2 separate regions of the Mus musculus genome follow, and region 2 is linked to region 1. Evidence: chromatin contacts called from public Hi-C data. All regions are on one chromosome and are shown on one strand. The core of a region is the stretch at or near the end of the contact, and the rest is flanking DNA. Distances in the headings are between cores, read along the strand shown.

What was found. Hi-C and Micro-C count contacts between places; a contact is called where the count stands out from the background.
Region 2: a contact with region 1 is called in a Hi-C map of the N1E-115 cell line, with 4 times the contacts expected there. The contact joins two enhancer-like sites. A contact is called at or near these places in 4 of 484 Hi-C or Micro-C datasets (the N1E-115 cell line, cerebellar granule neurons, cranial neural crest and 1 more) and 1 of 115 datasets of contacts at active chromatin or transcription factors (embryonic stem cells).

What each region holds. Positions count from the first base shown.
Region 1 is chr13:55,960,573-55,964,844 of GRCm38.p6, forward strand. No RefSeq gene overlaps it. Among named protein-coding and RNA genes, the nearest start is that of Gm31542, 53 kb to the left of the region's middle. Within about 2 kb of position 2,674, at least 26 of the 459 cell types and tissues checked have an H3K27ac peak or open chromatin away from gene starts, as enhancers often do. A contact at or near this core is called in the N1E-115 cell line, where this site is marked.
Region 2 is chr13:56,026,611-56,031,543 of GRCm38.p6, forward strand. It overlaps the pseudogene Gm47072. Among named protein-coding and RNA genes, the nearest start is that of Gm31485, 92 kb to the right of the region's middle. Within about 2 kb of position 2,686, at least 12 of the 459 cell types and tissues checked have an H3K27ac peak or open chromatin away from gene starts, as enhancers often do. A contact at or near this core is called in the N1E-115 cell line, where this site is marked.

The sequences.
Region 1 (4,272 bases), core at 1,424-3,923:
AAGTTGTCTCTAGGGAGAAAAAAACATCAGCGAAGTGTGGATATTTGTAAAGGGCTCTTTTCACTTGTCCATTGGAACGGCTTAACCTTTAGTAGCTACTTTGTGTCTATTTTTTTTTATAGTTCTGCAGATGTATATTTCCAAAGTTATAAAAGTTTAAATATTTGCTATTTTTAATTACATAGATTCTTCTTAAATGAGCAAATGTGCCATCATAGCCTGCAGAGATTTAGACAAGTCTTAAAATAATAATTCTTCTTCTTCTTCTTCTTCTTCTTCTTCTTCTTCTTCTTCTTCTTCTTCTTCTTCTTCTTCTTCTCCTCCTCCTCCTCCTCCTCCTCCTCCTCCTCCTCCTTCCTCTTCCTCCTTACATTTTACTAGATCCGCTGGCAAACTGTTTGGCATCTGAGCATGTTCTCAGTGCCGCTGGAGGAGAGCAAATGAACAGAGGCTCACACAGATCACAGGCAGTGGCTTGGGAATTTTTTTTAGGAGGCATATTTTCTTACGTTAATGCCTTTGTAGATTCCATCCACGTTTGGACATCAAAGGGCGTGCAATTAATAATGGGCATCTGGAGGGCGGATCACATGCTTCCGATGTTAAAGTGGGGAAGGACAGGAAAATCAGCCGTGGTCAGGTATTAGCTGTAATCATTTTTAAACAACAGCCTAGAAGGCTTCTCCTTTGTACCTCTGCTCTCTGAGAAATGCAGAGGCACATACACTCGAAAAGTTCCCTGGGAAGCCTGCCTTCTGCTGGGCCAGTAAGTAGAACGAGATCTGACCCCAGTTACCAGGGCTGACTTACTCAGATAACCTTAATTTCTTGACTAAAACCAAACTCAGTGTTGTGTGAACTCTTTCCCTAACCCCACATTGGACATATGGGGTCGGGCAGTTATATTATTAGAGTCTTGGTTAATTCCAAAATGAATGTTTTCAAATACTAGGATAATAGTAACTTGCCACTCGCTGGAACCAAAGGCATTCTTAGGCATTATTTATTTCTTCTCTTTTATGGTAGCCTGTTTGTCTTTTTCAGAGTGATCTATGTTAGCAAGCCCTAAGTATGAGATAGTCAAGTCAGACTATATGTGTGTACAACAAAACCGTGCCAGCTTTGTACTCCAAACATTCTAGCAAATATAAAAACCTGCGATGTTTAAACAATGATTTTCATTTCAGTCTGTCACAGATAATAAAGAGATGCTGTTTCTGAGGAAATTAAAAAAACTGACATGGGAGAAATATTTATTTGCTTTCTACATTGGCTAAATGACTAGTAGATATTTTTTAAAAAATCAACCTGTAAATAGACAGATGCAACCAATTCCCTTTCATTAACAAACGCTGCGATTTCATAATAAAGCAAATTCATTAAAAAAAGTTTGTAGTCTTAAAGCTGAAGCTGCCACTTTCAGCCTATTTTAAAATACTAAAAAAAAATTGATATGCTAATTGGTAGAGGGAGAAAAAAAATCTTGTAAATCTTTAAAAAGTAGCTTGAATTTTTAAAGGCTCTTCTGGCAGGTTCAGGTAGGAAAAAAAAACAACAAAAAACAAAAAACAAAACCCTGTCCATTTCGTACAAGTTCTGTACGTTTGCCTCTCGCCTGAGTCTGCTCAGCAGCCAGCTTTGTTTTCCTTGTCGGCATAAGCAGGATCGGCAGCATGCTTTAAAGTTAATTAGAAGCAGGGTCTATATCGCCGTCAGCAAACATGTTATAAGCTTACTATTTAATAGTGATTCCGGGTAAGGCCATCATCCCCTTCCTAAATCCAAATATAAAAGCTGAAATCGTATTTGTTAAAACTGTCATGTTGAATTTGTGACCCAGATTGCTTTCTCGAGGCGTGCTGGGCCAGAGTTTGAGCAAGGACTGCTCCCAGCTGCAGACACCCAGAGCCCAGCAGCCTCCTGCGAGGGACTGAGTCGCTGGCTCCATGCTGCTCAAGCCCTCCGGCCTCCCCCTAAACAGGACTTCAACTTAGTCGGCTCTCCCGGCTTTTCCACATTGTAAAACCATTTGATTTATTTGTTTGGTTTGGTTTGGTTTTTAGAAGCTCTGCAGAAATTATTTCCTACTGGCAGAGAGGGCACTTGGAGTTACACCACATTAGTTTCACATCATTAGTTTAGCGTTCTCAAACTTAAAATTGGAAAGTATATGGACGGGCTTCTAGAGACCTCAATTCTGACCAGAGCAGAACAAATTAAAGCTGATGGGTTCCTTTTGCTGTCTAACGCGTGGGGCGATACATCATAAAGCCCTGCGGCCATGCCGAGGGGTTCCCTCTGTCAGCTCTGGAATTTGGTGGTAGGAAATGTTAGTTATTTTTAAAACGCGGGGAAAAGTCCACAGTTGCCATTCAGATTAAAAAACAAAAACCGTAATTGTATGTCAGTAATTGTAGCAGGCAGTCAAGAAGGGGGGTGCCTGATGACGGTCCGGACCCCATATTTTCAGCTTCTCTCACCTCCAGCCACCTCCATTCTGACTCTGGATCTTTATAAATAATTTAAAACCCTCGACCCAGGGAGGGCAAGCCAGATGCTCGCTCTGTTGGACCGGAGCACTAGGGGGTTGGCTGGGTGGGCGCAGCTGGGATGAGGCGGGTGTTATCCTGCTCTCCATCCGTGGTACCCAGCCGAGGAGGCTGTGCGCTGCTGGTGCCTGGTGGGACTAGAGCGAAGGCCCTGACTCCAAAGTGGCTCTCTGCATCTCTCCCAGGCTGTTCCAGCCCCCGGTGGCTTCCAGTCCTTCTCAAGCTCTGCGAGAAAGCCAGACCCGAGAAAGCCAGACCTTGGTTTCTTCCGGCTGTAGTGAGGGGACCAGCATGGCCCTCAGGTGAGTGCTTCCCGAAGCTCTCCTGCCACCTGTTGGCCGCTGCTGGTGCTGACGCGATGGGAGGAGCTGCGTATCCAAAGATCCTTTAAGACTGGGTTGGTTTCCTATTTGGCCCAAGGTCACAGGGCCTGGGGACCAATACCTGTCTCCTGATGACCCCTCAGGCACATTCTGGGTTTCCTCGTCCGTTCATCTGACCAGATCACGGCAACAGCCCTATGGAGCACTCTCAGAAATGCGATATCCAGATCCCTGCCTCTGTAGAAAAGATTACTGACAGTTGAGCTGGACATCCTGATTCCTCTCTTGGCTTCCTCTCGCCATCCTTGTTGGGCACAGATCTGATGTGTAAGAGCGCTTCTGGGATAGACAAGGCTTCTCCTCTGATGGCTAAGCCCTCTTGGTGGGGTGCCTCTAACATTGCCTGCATGGTTTGGGATTTCTTGCCGTTGAGCAGAGGTTCTGCCCAGACCTTTCCCTTTCTTTTCTTCGTATAGAGCCTCTCAGGGTTTGGATGGAAGGGTTGTATCGGGCACTTCCGCTAGAGATCCAAAAGAAGTGGCTCACGCCTTTAATCCCAGCACTTGGGAGGCAGAGGCAGGTGGATTTCTGAGTTCGAGGCTAGCCTGGTCTACAGAGTGAGTTCCAGGACAGCCAGGGCTACATAGAGAAACCCTTTCTTGAAACAAAAAACAAACAAACAAAAAACAACAACAAAGAAGTGTATTGGAACTTCTGGTGCAAAGAGAGAGCCATGCCTTCTCCCGTTTGAACGTCAACGATCACCTCCAAATATCACAGAAGAGCCGCGGTGTTCTGAAGGGCTGTCTTCCTAGCTAACAGCTGCATACGAGCTTGGGTACACCCACGGGATATTTCTGCAGGCAGTCTTTAACAAAATGTGGCTCTTAGTGTGGTCATTTGTCGATTAGGAGTATAAGACAGGGTGGCAGGCATGCTTGGGACACACACACAAACACTGCCCACCCCCAGGACAAAGCAACAAATCTCCCTGCGTTACCTGTGAGCCCAGTATGGGACCAATGGATCCAGCTTGACTTTGAGAATCTCTACCACACGTTTCTGAGGGAAGAGGCCCTGTATGAGGCCACGGCGGTGCCTGCATTCCTATTTTAGATGTGTGTATGTTTGTGTGTGAGGAGGTCTGAAGCCACTGTTGGCCCATAGGTGGTCCTGGGTCCCTCTGGAGATATGTTTTTTTTTATTTATTCCATGGGCTTTATGCACAGAGGCCCATGCCACTCTCAGCTCAGCCACCTGCACCACCCCTGAGCGTTGTACAGGGCAGCCATGAAGAACGGTTGGCCCACACTTGTACCTTGCCTATATTGAACCTCAGGTCTTTAATGGGTAGTAACTGGTCACCCCAGACACCTGTTCTTTGCCCCAGATAGGAAGCT
Region 2 (4,933 bases), core at 1,436-3,935, 66 kb after region 1:
CTAGACATACAGAGTGCCACCTGACTAAGGGTCCTCTGCCCACTTTGCATCCACAGATGAGCCATCCCCCCAGCCATCCCCTCAGCCACCACCCCCCCCCCCATCTATTTTTAGTACTGTGCTCCAGCACATGGTCCTGCTTTGACATTGCTCTTTAACACTGCAGTGTTGACGAAAGCAGTACACGCCTTTTTGAAGGAACCCTTCTCCATCAGCGATGTGGATGGGTTCCAACATTATGACCATAGCAGTGCTTCTGAAATATTGTGATATAAAAGAACGACTCACAGGGTGAGCTAAGGAGAATGTGTTCTAACACAGGAGTAATTTAAACTGGGATGATCCACTGTGTGTTATATGTTAGTCAGTATAAATCACCATCCGTTTTCCTTCCCTGACTCTAGCTGTAGCACAAAGACTATAGTTTCCACATCAAGTAGTGGATATCATTTGAGTTTAATGTTTTCCCCTTGTGGGGTGTATGGAGCAAATGCCTAAAAGGATCAAACAACACAGGGGATTTTATCTTTTCTTTATTGTCATAATGAAAATGTTATTGGTTGAACTTCACTTCATTATACGTAAATATAAATAAAACCCTGGAGGAAGAATGTTACCATTGGAAACTGCTATGCGGTGAAATCCAGGGGTAGACTCTGCCTTCTTACCCATGCTTCTCTGTAAGTCTTGAGTTTCCAAACAAACAACTAACTTTATAGTGAGAAAAATAGAAATACAGGCAAGGTGTCATCTTTGCTGGTCACACGGTCCCTTAGGAGTGTGGAACATTTTCAATTAAAGCCTTCATTTTCCTTACGTACATCAATATATGTGGGCCAAGTCGGGCCAGCTCAGAAGTGACTTCTGGCCTTTGCCGAGAGCTGGGTAGGAGGGACGGCAAATGGTTTTAGAACTTTAGAACTTGTGGGATATTGCCCAATGGTTAGCGCAGCCATGATGGCTTTGCCTTGACAGGCATGGCCCGAGGACTTCATGCTGTTACAGAGATCTGCCCTGCTTGCTGCCTTCACATCCTTCTTCATCTAAGAATTGTATGAAAAGGCTAAGGAGGTTTCCACCCCTCACTGGGCGGCATCTCTGGCGCTCACAATACTAATGCTCGATCTCACTCAAGGCATCCCTGCCGGAGCAGATTGATGACTCAGTCACCACCCTAGGGAAGAACTTAGAGACAGAGCGTCAGCTATGACCACCACCCTTAGAAAGCATCTGGGAAAATAAATTGTTAACGAAGCTAGGTTAGAATATTTCTGCTGCCGCCTCTGATGTAAAACACCTTAGGGAACCATTTGAAGTTCAGAAAGGCACACTTTTTTGTTTTTTTGTTTTTTTGTTTTTTTTGGGGGGGGGGGTTCGAGACAGGGTTTCTCTGTGTAGCCCTGGCTGTCCTGGAACTCACTTTGTAGACCAGGCTGGCCTTGAACTCAGAAATCCACCTGCCTCTGCCTCCCAAGTGCTGGGATTAAAGGCGTGTGCCACCACGCCCGGCTAGAAAGGCACACTTTTAAATGGTCAAGTTAGGGACCTTTTAAGGTCAAGGAACAAGAACAATGGCCGCACTGGCTGACACGCCCCTCACTGAGGCTGGGCTGGGGATGACTAATTTCTTGTACTAATTTTTGCCCTCAGCTTCCTGATATGATTTAATAAGAACTGCTGATGGCTAGATATGTATTCTGGGGATTTAAAATACATATGATTGATTTTTATGTAAAAGTTTAGATTTGTGACTCTTTTAAGATTCTTATGAGGCTACTTTTGAAGATAAATAATAAAATAATTAACCCTATCTTTGTAACCGCAAATTGCTGCCTGCCAATAAGAAAACTACCTTGCTTGCTTATACTTTGTTAATCTATAACAAGTTGCTTAGTTACAAATGAACGTGGGTTCTTGGGAATAATTTTTTTTTTACCTGCACTATGTAGTGTTATTTCTTGTAGAGGTATTGAACACACTGGGCTTGGTTTTGTTTTTTTTTTTTTTTTTTTTTTTTTTTTTTCTTTGTAACCATTTACTAGAAGAAAAGTAAAATCACATTGTAATTTTATACTGCTTGAAAGATTTTGCTGAGATTTATAGGCAATGGGAGAAAAACTAAAGTTGTTGGAATTTTGTTCCATCCATCAAATATGTATGTATGCATGTACGTATGTATGTATGTACGTATGTATGTAAAACTTGTGTGGGTATGTGTTGGAACTTATTCCACCCACCCACCAGGTATGTGTGTATATATGTGTATATGTGTGTATATGTGTATATATGTGTGTATATGTGATATGCTTGGAGCCTGCTTGCTGGAGCTTTGTTCCATCCATTCTATGTGTGAACATATATATGTCTGCCTGTAGGTCTGTATGTATGTATGTATGCATGCATGTATTTGTATATATGAAGTTACTGGAGTCTGCCTTTTGCTTCATCCACTCGGTGTGTGCGTGTGTGTGTGTCCATGAATTTTCTCAGTCTCCTTTCTTGCCAGCTCCTAAGAGCTAAAAGAGTTCAGAGCTTTTCGCTGCCCACAGGGAGTGCCAGCCCCAGTGAATCAAGCTTTGCTCCCCCAGAGAAAAGTCTGCTGAGTCATCTCTCTAATTGCTGGCTGCCTTAGGCAGCAGCCCCTGTGGCTGATACCTAGACCAACCTGCCAGCCCCTCTCAGTGCTGACCCCTGTCAGCTGCTCTCCACACTAACCCAGAGCACTGACACCACACCTCACTGCCTGTCTCAGCTTACCCCATGAATGTCAAAGCTGACTTTTGACAGGGCCTCGGAGTTCCTCTTTCCACTTTACCTTGGCTATTGTGCTGATGCCCAAGAGCAAGCTTCTTTTTCCAAGCCTCTGCTTTGAGAGCATCAGGGTCAGTAGTATCCAGTGGCCTAGGCTTTCCATCTTTCTCTGACCTCTTGAGCAATCATGGCTTCACATCGTTCATATCTTTAAGGATCTCTATATTTTAGGCTGCTTTGGGTGTCTCTTAGTCCAAGTCTTCTTAGCATTGAGGTTTTGCTCTCTTCGATCTGTCATCAGATCAGGAGCAGACATACTTGGTGGAGCACCAATGGAGGGGGCTGAGAGAAGGGAGGTGGGGGGAGGGAGGAGGTGGGCATGCTACAGTAACAGATGTGGAAGAACCTCCACTAGTCTCTGTTATCCCTGCAGGGTCACCATCTTGGCAGTCTGAGCTCTGGGGGCTGCAAGCTCTTTCGGTTAGGCCCTCTTTGGAGGAAGGAGGCTTGCCTTGAGGCAAGTTTGGGAAGGAAGTATGCCTGCTTGAGGTGGCCTTCTCAAAACAGGGAAGGGGAGGTCTGGACCTGACCTTGCCCTGAGTCTTATTGAGCTCTCTCCTTCTATGGCTATCCATCCAACATCAGCAAAAGATGCCACCGCTGGGTAAGTCCTCTTCTGGGTAAGTGGGACTCCATTCTGTCGCATGGCTGGTAAGGTGGAATTGAACTCTTAGACACTGCACCAGACGTTAGTTAGTTACCAAGTTTCCTTACAGTACTTCAAAACGAGCCAAGTGGTTTTTCAGACCAAAGTACCAACTGCACGCCGGGCCCCCACTCGAACACCCTCGTGAGGCACTGAGTCCAGTCCAGCCGTTCAAGCCTTCCCAACCTGCAGTTCACGTAGTTCACACATCAATGGCAGCTTGTGGTCCATAGAGCACACTCTGCTTCTTGGCAGCCCTTACCTTCCCCAGCCTCTCTGGGATTTTATCTTTTAATGGATGCCACCAGCCACATGTTTTATCACTCCTTAGCCGTCACTGAGAGCTCTTTGCCGCGCATCCTCAGCAAGCACGAGGAGCTCATTTCTTTCAATGCTATTAATCTGCTTTTCCCCTGGCTACCAGTGGTAGTCTGCATATTTTCACTGCTGACAATGTCTATTGGCTTGTTATGGAGAGGCTTAAGCTGCCTCTCCATACCGATTGTCTATTTCTTCTGATTTTTTTTCTTTGTGATTTTGTTTTTCTTTGCACAGATCTTTTACTGCAGCAAAATATAAAACCCTTGATGTACGAGTAGCAAGTATTTTTCACCCGTATCTTATTCAATCTTGTGTGTGAACAAAGGTAGCTTCTTAAAAATTCAGGACCAATTAGAATTTAAAATATTGCAACCCCTTTCTTTAAAAGACTTCTCATTTTTAGGAGTCAGAGAGTGGGAACCCCTCTCTGCTTATATACACGTTCGCTTGATCTTCTCATCGTGTTCTGTATAGTTGCTATTTGTATAATTGTAAAAATTGTTATGTTTATATACTATAAAGATATGAATATAATTGTTATATAATACCATTGTATAATTATTTTACGCAGCATGCGGAAGGGCCTAGTTTTATTTACTAGATGGTACCCCTTTCCCACTGGCTGCATGGGTTACCCATGGCTAGGTCCCTGGGCCTGGCTCTTGGAGTGTTTGTTCCCTGTGAGGTAGGAGGCAGAACCGCTGTTCCAACAGAAGGTAGGTGTTGGCAGCAGGAGTCCTGGTCCCTGCCTGGCTCAGTGTCGCTGCTGCTTTTGCTGTTCACTGGAGAAGGCTTTGGATCGCACACGCTCAACTCAGGCCTTTTCTAAGTTCTCAAAGCAGCAAATACCTTTTAGTTCACATGCCTGCGTGCACACGTGCACACACACACACACACACACCAAGCCAAGAACCAATTTTGAATTTTGACAACTGTAGTTGATGTCCTAAATTGATGCCCTAAAGGAGGACCACAGACTTCATCCTTGTCCTGGGAGACTTGGGGGTGGTGTCACCTGGCTTTCTTTTCAGTGCCTAGAGCAGACTTGTTTATGGCTGTGGGCTGATCCTAGCAAACCCTGGCTTATATAGAAATGCTGACACGGAACTTGCTGTGGTGACTCAGTGGGGCCACTGGTGCCAATAGGGGATAATT